Linked DNA regions of Nothobranchius furzeri: region 2 is linked to region 1. Evidence: chromatin contacts called from public Micro-C data. All regions are on one chromosome and are shown on one strand. The core of a region is the stretch at or near the end of the contact, and the rest is flanking DNA. Distances in the headings are between cores, read along the strand shown. Region 1 overlaps trip4 (thyroid hormone receptor interactor 4). Region 2 holds the start of znf609b (zinc finger protein 609b).

What was found. Hi-C and Micro-C count contacts between places; a contact is called where the count stands out from the background.
Region 2: a Micro-C map of tail fin shows a contact between it and region 1, with 5 times the contacts expected there. The contact joins the promoter of znf609b here to the enhancer-like site in region 1. A contact is called at or near these places in 2 of 2 Hi-C or Micro-C datasets (skeletal muscle and tail fin).

Annotation. Positions count from the first base shown.
Region 1 is chr9:45,196,985-45,201,764 of NfurGRZ-RIMD1, reverse strand. All of the region lies in intron 11 of trip4 (thyroid hormone receptor interactor 4), which reads right to left. Among protein-coding and RNA genes, the nearest start is that of trip4, 17 kb to the right of the region's middle. Within about 2 kb of position 2,959, at least 1 of the 3 cell types and tissues checked has an H3K27ac peak or open chromatin away from gene starts, as enhancers often do. A contact at or near this core is called in tail fin, where this site is marked.
Region 2 is chr9:45,341,130-45,345,909 of NfurGRZ-RIMD1, reverse strand. znf609b (zinc finger protein 609b) reads right to left here and starts at 2,024. Exons shown (of 8, transcript XM_054732279.2): 1 at 1,802-2,024.

The DNA.
Region 1 (4,780 bases), core at 1,710-4,209:
GGTTGGGTCTGACCCAAGTTAGTAAATGTAAGTCTTCCATCAGATGTGTGCCTGTTCTAGTTTCATGTTAAATTACTTTTATTTATTTATTTAACAATTACTAGATTACCAGCAACAGAAATGCTACTAATAAAACACAAATATGTGAAGCAGGAAAAATTAAAATATTGTGCAAATTTACATTTATTTCTGTAATTTAACTAAACTGAGATACCATTTGAAGGCTCGGGGACCTTTACAGGTGTTTCTATTTGCAATTTTAAATGTTAGCTGATTTTAATAGTCTAGATTAGTGTAATGTTCCTGTTAGTAGTTCTTCCTGTTGAGTGCTTATCTATTTAAATGATTCAGGTTTATAAAAAACATTTGGACATACATTTTACTATGTTCCAGTCATTAGATATTTAAATTTCACTACTGTAGTCATTTATAGTAAATTAAGGAAGTTTAATTAGGAGAAGAACCCATTTTTCTTGCATTGTTTAATGAAAAAAATAACTAAGTAGTTATTTTTCATGGTAATTAGTTACTTTTATAATCTCGTAACTGTAAGTAACTGAGTGACTTTTTGACAAAGTGTAACTAATTACTTTTTAAAAGTAACGTTCCCAACACTGCTTGTAAGGCGCTTAGAACAAATGTGTCCATTATGTAAATAAATGCATGACATGAGATACTTTGTGATCACTGCAGGTAAACTTAAACACAAAAATTAAACCTTAAATATAGCAGACTCTGCTTGCAGACTCTGCTTTTAGGTAACAGTGTGTAGTTTCCTGGCAATAGGGAGTACGTACATTTCAGGGTAGTTTCACACAATACTGGTCTGACAGTTGCTAATTAAAAAAAACATCACAGTAAACATTGTTACATGTAGAGCAGAAAGCATGCGAACTCTGTGTCACTCCTCAGACTTTGATGGTCATTCAGTTAATTCCTTCAAGAGAACGCAATGCTGATGCTAGTTTTGTGGTGGTGTAGGTTCCGGACAAAAGAGGAAAGACTACTAAAATTTCCTACTTAGGTACAAGTACCAATACTTTGATGATTTTTTTTCTCAAGTACAAGTAAAAGTAATTACCTAAATTTTTACCCATGTAAAAGTATCGTAAATAAAATATCCTCAAAGTAAAAGTTACTTTGTAACTTCTTTGTCAGCATACGGATGGCTACATCTAAGTAGTGCAAAATCACAATACCAGCTCAACACATTTGCATGTGCATTCCACACACACACACACACACACACACACACACACACACACACACACACACACACACACACACACACACACACACACACACACACACACACTTTGATGGAGGGATTTTGATTCAATCAGTGACAAGAGGACGTGCACATTAATTGGATGAGGTTGTTTCAGGATTGTACAGTTGAAATTAGATTATTTTTTATTTTGACAAAAAAAATTATTTTTTAGATGCCATCAATATGTGATTTATCTCAATGTTTTAATGACAAACATCTAACATGAGACTAGGGATGTAAGAAATTATCGATATAGCCAATATATATTCGTTTCTGCTATATGGCGATATTCAAAAGCCATGTATTAAATTTTTGGAATAATTTACATGGAAACATTTGCGTTTTGTTTTTTTTTCTTTTGGTGCAATTCAAACGCCGACCGCTGGTTGGCAGCAGTGTGCAATGGGTTTTGTTTCCACCAATGGAAATATAAAACCCTCTATTATGGTTCAGATACCTCATGTTAAACATGTTACGCATCAGTTTGGACTGTTTATTGAATTTTCCTATAATAGCAATTGGGAAAACATATTTCAAACATGGAACCGAGTCCGGCTACCGAGCCGAGCAGAATACTCACGAAACACCGGTGCGTGAAGACGCGGGTTTCAACCAACCGGAGAGGAACAGAGAGGGGGGTAAACAGTGAGTGCATCAGAGGGATTGGACTGATGTTTTTGAGCAAAACTGTGGGAAAAGTGTGGCTGTTTAACGTCCCCATTATAAAACGTGTAAACCCCCCCCCCCCCCCCCCCCCCCACGGGTGAGAAACGGTGCTCATGCAGGTCTCATTCTGTTCCGATGCTGCAAAGTGCAATATTTTAAATGAATGAATTAAGCCTATAATTTGTTTACTCAGTAACTGATATGATTGAAAATGTAGCGAAGTACGAATCTTGTAAAAAAAAAAAAAAAAAAACTCAAGCAAAAGTGAAGTAGTTTGCTTATTTACTACCAGCATTTCAAAAGAACAAACGGCTAACACTTAATTTTTCATGTCATCGTCCCACTCCTGTTAGCGGCCAATAACATCAGTCAACACAACAACAGTAGAGCTATACCCTGCAGGCTTTCCTGTTTATTTTCTCAAGGACGGCACTGACTGCATAATGACTATGACCTCGAGACCATACTTTCTGTTCAGTAAAGACAAGAAAGCGTCATCATTTTGAAATATGTTGATATTTATTTTAGAAGAGTATAAAAATGTCACTTTATCTGAAGCCATTTTTTATTCAGCCAACCACTTAATACAGACTAGTATTCAGGTACCTCTCTTTGATTCTCTGTTCGTTCCTTCAAACAAGCTGCCATTGCTACCATCAAACGAAGCGGAGTAAAATGTGACTCAAATTTCTCTTTCATTGTTTTTAAGACTTGTGATCAGCATTCAGAGAGAGGAACAAAGCTCATTTAAATGAGCAGGAAAAAAAACAAAGAAGATTAATAAAAGGGGTTGACAGTCAGCTTTCTGAACAGCAGACACCGTGTGACATTTAATGAAGTGGTCTGTGGACAGCAATAGCAGCTCATTTCAAAGCTGGCAGATGGTTCTATGTATTTTTCATGCTGTGGAAAACCTGTGACCGAGGTTTAGTTGGTTGTCGTCCAGTGCTGAGGGGCCCTGAGCTGAATGCATTCTACACACCACTGCAGAATCACATGATGTCTGACCTCTGCCATGGCAAACTGCCCAGCAAGAAAGAGGGAGGAAGAGGGAGGAATGTCAGTGTGTTGGTGTGTGACTGAGGTTCAGCAGAGAGGCTAAAAAATGCTCGATTGACAGTAAGTGCGCACGTCCGCTCAGCCAGCATATTTACAATTTTACAGCACTGACCTGTAAAACACGGTGTTACAGAGGAAGTGGAGAAAATGTGAGGATGGGAAGATGAGGGGGGAGGGGGAGAGAAAAGAGACAAGCAGCCACCGTTAGGGATTTGAAAAATGTTACAGAGAAAAAAAAAATGTGGGAAGAAAAAAATAGAACCGCCTGACTTTTCTTCCTTTGGAATGCATCCAATGTATCCTGTGTGTGTGCGAGAGAGAGAGAGAGAGAGAGAGAGAGAGAGAGAGAGAGAGAGAGAGAGACGTGTGTGTGTGTGTGTGTGTGTGTGTGTGTGTGTGTGTGTGTCATGCTGGCAGGAAGGCTTTCAGCATATAAATATCACATTACCACACAAGGAAACTCAGGCATCAGTTGGAGCTTCCAGCCAGCCTAACAAGCACAGGAGCTCCACTCTGGAGGTCAGAGGGAGAGCTTACACAAATGGAATTCCACAGGAACCAGTACTTCTTTTAATAGATAAGTGGTTATGGGCTTGGAGCTGTGTGATGTGGTAGAAGCCTGCTTTCAGTTATCTCACATGTGCTAGTGTGCATACATATACTGAGCTACAGTCTATAATACAGGCCAACAAGTGCAGAAAGGTCAGAAGAGGAACAATATAAACTATTTAAATGCAAAAGCAAGTTTTAGATTAAAACTAGGGATTCAATACCCAAAAAGATAGCGGTTCAGAGGTATAGCACAGGCCACATATTTTATTAGAGGAATGAATTCTGATCCATCGCAGAGACACCTGATGATCCCCAGTTCTGTCTGCAGCAGAACGGCAACGTCAAACATCTCCAGTGACAAAACAAAGAAGGAGTCGAGCAGCAGATGGTTTGACTCAAACAAACCCCTGATCTCATCAACACAGAGTCAATCTGGGATTACATGAAGAGATGGAGGACAATGATACAGACAAAACCCACAGAGGTAAGGAAATGCTTGGAACAACACACCTGCCACAAGATGACAACATCCACTCCTGATTTATTTCAGGTGTTTTTGTGTTGCACTTGTTTGATCTTGTGAAAAGATTATTTAAAAAGCCATTCATATTTGTGTATGGCCTTATGTGATTAGTGCTACTTATTGCAGATAAGTAACCCATTTACAAGGTCAAATCAAGGTTCATGGTTTTTACCAGCTCAAAAAAATCACCACCAAAAAAAGAAAAAGTCACACACTCTAATATTATGTTGGACCACCTTTAGTTTTGATTACAGCACACATTTGCTGTGGTGTTGCTTCGATAATATTCTGCAGCATCACCAGATGTATTTCCGTCAGTGTTGCCTTAATGTTTCACCAAGATCTTGCATTGATGATGGTAGAGTATGACTGCTGCACAAACACTTCTCCAGCACATCCCAAAGACTCTCAATGAGTTAAGGTCTGGACTCTGTGGTGGCCAATCCATGTGTGAAAATGATGTCTCATGCTCCCTGAACCACTCTTTCACCAATCCAAAAAAATCCAATGATGGAATAACCTGGTCATTCAGTATATTCAGGTAGTCAGCTGACCTCATTTTTGGAGCACATCCTGTTGCTGAATCTAGACCTGACCAACTGTAGCAACCCCTGATCATAGCCCTGCCCCCACAGGCTTGTATAGTAGGCACTAGGCATGATGGGTGCTTCATCTGCCTCTCTTCATACCCTAATGCACCATCACTCTGG
Region 2 (4,780 bases), core at 775-3,274, 150 kb before region 1:
TAGCGGTGGCGATTTTATTACCTTTAGAACATGTTTGTACGTCACGTACTTTTGCTCTAATTACAAACGCTAATGATTTCTTTGAGCTTCGGACGGCAGGCGTTGGGACTCTGGTCAGGAATTATCCTGACATTTGAAAATCTCGCCCTGTATTGGATAAGAGCAACACAACTCTACTACTGTTGCTAATTGCTAATGCTAACAGTTAGCTTCTACTAGAGGCATTCTCTGCGGATTCCTGGACACTAAACCAACAACAGCCTTCCCCTTCATGAGATGGGTGACGTAGATCTGTCAGACTTTTAGAATCGTTGCACCTATCATCTATCAGAAGCTAACGCAGGAGATGGTTTAGGAGACTATTTCCCTGTTCAGCCTACATGAAAAACTCAGAGTGACCGACTATAATCAGAAATAAGATTTTAATGTGTTTTTTTAAATACAGTTGAATTCAATACATTCTGCTATAGAAATATGGTTATTAACTTGTTTCTACAGCTAGTACTACTCAGTTACATTTTGACCACATTTTCAAAGCAAAGGAAAAATAATGGCTTATCTAATTATTTGATTAATCATTTGATTATTGTGGCAGACTAATCGATTATTAATGTCATCGAAAGCTGCAACCCTAATGGAATGCTTTATACATTTGTAAACAAGAATAAACACCAAACCTTTCAATCCACAACATAGATAGTTGTCTTTAAATCCACATAATATACTATATAATCACTAATTATTTTATAATGATGTTATAGCATAAGTACAAACCCAAATCATTTAAACTGCTCTGAGTATAAGACAAAAGCTCCCAAGTATCTTTCTTTCTGTTGATTGGTTTAAAATAAATACAATTTAGCTAATTGAACCCATTGTGTAAAGTTTAGAACTGTAATCTGAGATTATATCCTGAAACAGACTACAAAATACTAGTTTAGACCTAAATGTGGTACTGTCATACTACATGGGGCAGCACAACCCATAGAGTAGAGCACAAGGTTAGGCCTTACTAGTCTTGTAAAAAATGTCCTCTAATTAAATGACTCACTCCAGCAGGCCCAACAACAAGAACCAACAAAAAGAGAAGTGTCCCACTTTATTTATGTCACAAAGCCCCAAACAAGACATGTGTTTGACCAGGATCCACCATTTTGTGACATTTGAGGCGTCATTAAAATTTATTTGCACCAGAGGTGTAAAAATGTCTATGCTAGACTTTTGCTGTTCCAAAAAGGAAACATGTGTGTTGAGTGACACGTTAAAAAAAAACATTTCATTTTCAGTTTTTCTTTCAGTCATTCTACACTGGACCCCCTGGGGTCCCCGGTACTCAGTTTGGGAAACACTTCACTCGTGGAATCTGCAGCTTTAACTGTCCTGCTGATGTTTAAACGCAACATAATGTTCCAGAACACTTCATGGGTCATTATTAGTACAGTCAGACAAGTGTTTATTATATTTAACAGTGAATAAACGCTATTGTCCCCGAGGCAACAACTGTCTTACAGCTAAACGGATGCAGCAGAGCTGAACCCGAATCAAATGTAGCTTTCAGGGAGCAAACGGAGCTAACTTGGGTTTGTGCAATGAGCTAATGTGAGTGTAACCTTAGGTAGCTGGCACAGTAAAACAATGAGCTCAGAGTGCAGTCAGTCAGCCTTGGCTAGCAGCTTGCTTGCTGCTGCATGCTGTGTTGGCTAAATGGTGTAAAGCTACACGCAAGGCAGGCTAACATTAAACGGCTAACGAGTCGTAGCACTGTTAACAATGACAGAAATTATAAAAGGGACAAACTTACCGACTTAGCTTAACAACTGTATTCCAAACCGTCGTCTGTCCATGGCGGCGTGAGCCCCATAAAATAACAAATCAGTGTAACGCGGTTCAATTATGATAAAACCTCTAAAAAATCTGAAGCACTAGAAAACAGCGCACTCCCCCAGACATCCAACACAAGAGAGGAGGGGAGGCCAGCGATTCACTGGACTTCTGCCATCACACTTCGAGACACCGTCCACAGCGAAAACAAACGAGTCCCAAACGCATAGTTACCACTGCGCTCCGAAACCCGAGCCAAGTCCGCTTTTCTCTCGCAACCTTTCTGATGTTAATTCCACAACGAGCAGCTTTCCATCCAGGTTAATTCCTCCGTATTCGCCGTTTCTGTTGGGAGCACCGTACCGCTTCTTCATGTGGGAACTGATACATTGTAGTCAAGCAGCAGCAGCAACCAGGGTGGAAAGGAAATCCAGGACTGGAGGCTTCCTACCGGATCGAACTTCCCAGCTCTGGAGCGGAAAAAGTGGAACTGGATCCATCTCCCTGTTTGGACTGGGGTCTGACGTATGCTTTTCAACCACCAGGCAAATCCACCATCTCAACTCCACCAAATTATTAAATAGAAGTGAGCAATCCCATTTACAGTTAAATACAAATTTTATCACTATTTACATATTTTTAACCACTTATAGGGCTTGGGATTGTGTCGTCATCACCAATGTGGCAACCCTGTTCACAGCCTCCAAGTCCTTACTTGATGCTTGTTACTACAGACAACAGCACATCTTTAATGCACGCCAAAGTGATCAGGCTTCCCGTGTGTCACATCTAAAATGGTCCTGGTGGAAACAAGAGTTTGAAAGTTCTATGGTCTACCCAATCCAATCCAATCCAATTTTATTTATAAAGCGCATTCAACATGGCATTACAACCAAACAAGGTGCTGTACACCAAAAATGTTAGTGCATTTAAACCGCGTTATACAATCATGTCGGACGAACACAGGTAAAAGATTAAAAAAAAAGACATACAACAAAATCCCCAAAACTAACAGCTAAAAATCAATAAGACACAGGGAGATTAAAAATTAGAGAACCATTTTAAGAAGAACCTCAATAGTACAGAAGTTGATATTGTGAATTCCATTTTTTAAACAATGTTGATCTAAGTGAGGTTCATAATTATGTGGTATATGCTAGGTCGAAGTAGTGAGTTTTCAAGCGTGATTTAAAAATGCTAGCTGTTGGTGCTTGCCTCACTAGCAGTGGTAATGTTTTCCACAGCGTCGGTGCACAGACAGAGAAAGCCCTTTCTTCACGGCTTTTTAAACGTGCATTCGGAACAGCTAGGAGGAGCTTATCTTCGGACCTGAGAGCACGCGGCGGGTTGTAGAAATGGAGAAGTTCACACAGATATGGAGGAGCTTGATGGTTCAAGGATTTGTAAGTCAGAAGCATAATTTTGAAATTTATCCTGTACTGCACGGGCAACCAGTGGAGAGATTTCAGAATTGGAGAAATGTGTTGTCTTCTGTCAGCTCCAGTCAGCAACCTAGCTGCTGAATTCTGGACCAGCTGAAGTCTAGAAAGAGCTGCTTTACTGATGCCATATAAGCAGGAGTTAGAGTAATCCAGCCTTGAAGTGATGAAAGTGTGGACCACAGCTTTCAGAAGACGGACACTCAGGATGTGCTTTAGTTTCGAGATGCGTCTTAGTTGGTAAAAACATGATTTTACTGTGTTATTGACCTGGGTATCCATCTTCAGAGCCTGGTCCATTTTTACTCCAAGGTTGGAGATTACAGAGGATACATTAGGTGAGAGATAGCTGAGGTCAGGTTGATGAGTAGCCGTGGTCCTGTTAGGACTGAAAACGATTAAGTCAGTTTTGGAGTCATTGAGATGGAGGAAGTTATCAGCTAGCCATTGCTTGACCTCAAGGATACAATCAGACAGAACTTTTGTTGATTGAGTTGGCTTAAATGAAAAGTAGATTTGACAGTCGTCAGCGTAAAGATGGTATGAGACAGCGTGCCTTCTGAAAATGGCTCCTGAGGGCAGTATATAAAGGTTAAACAGTAACGGGCCAAGTATTGAACCTTGTGGGACACCCCAACGTAAAGGCTGTGACTCAGATGAACAGCCATCCAACATGACCCTAGCAGACCTGTTCCAAAAGTATGACCTAAACCATTCTAGGGCTGTGCCTGAAATGCCAGCCCAAGTGTGAAGTCTTGTGATCAAAATGTCATGATCGATCGTGTCGAATGCTGCGGATAGATCCAAAAGTACCAGAACCACATGGAAGCCTGAATCTAAAGCCAGAAAAATGTCATCTAAGACATCTAATTCAGTGGTACTCAATAGGCGGCCCGCGAGCCCCGTCTTTGTGCCTCCCGGACCACCAACAATCTTGGCGTGACTCCTCAGACTTTGATGGTCCCTCAGTTAATTCCATTGGAAGAATGCAATGCCAAAGCTAGTTTTCTGGCGTTGTTTCCGGATGTGCTTGGGGTCCTGCGTCTGCCGATGACATAATCTTACTACGGCAATACCACTCGGCTAAAATATATTTTTGATTCTGTTCTTTCATGTAGGTTTTGGAAAGAGTTTAGCAGTTTAGTTTTTACGTTCATGTTTTTTACTGCCTAAATATTTTTGAACGTGGTAACGTAACTTCCGTAAGTCCAGCCAATCACCTAGTGTGATGTCATTGACATGCACAGGACCCCGAGCCAGCCAGAAGGAAACATGGTGGTGGTGTTCCGCAAATACGCTAGACCCACTCCCTCTGTACTTTAGACCAGAGGCGTTTTATTGGATTTATGGTACTAAGCTGCCAATAATTTTCAAAAACTGGGCATCATTTTATTCATTTTTAACAATGTTTCAATGGATATTTTCAGAGATTAACTGTAAAAACTACACATTGTCTCTTTAACAAGGCTGCTTAGAAACTGATTTAAGATGTCAACAATAAAACAGTCTGTTATTTTATT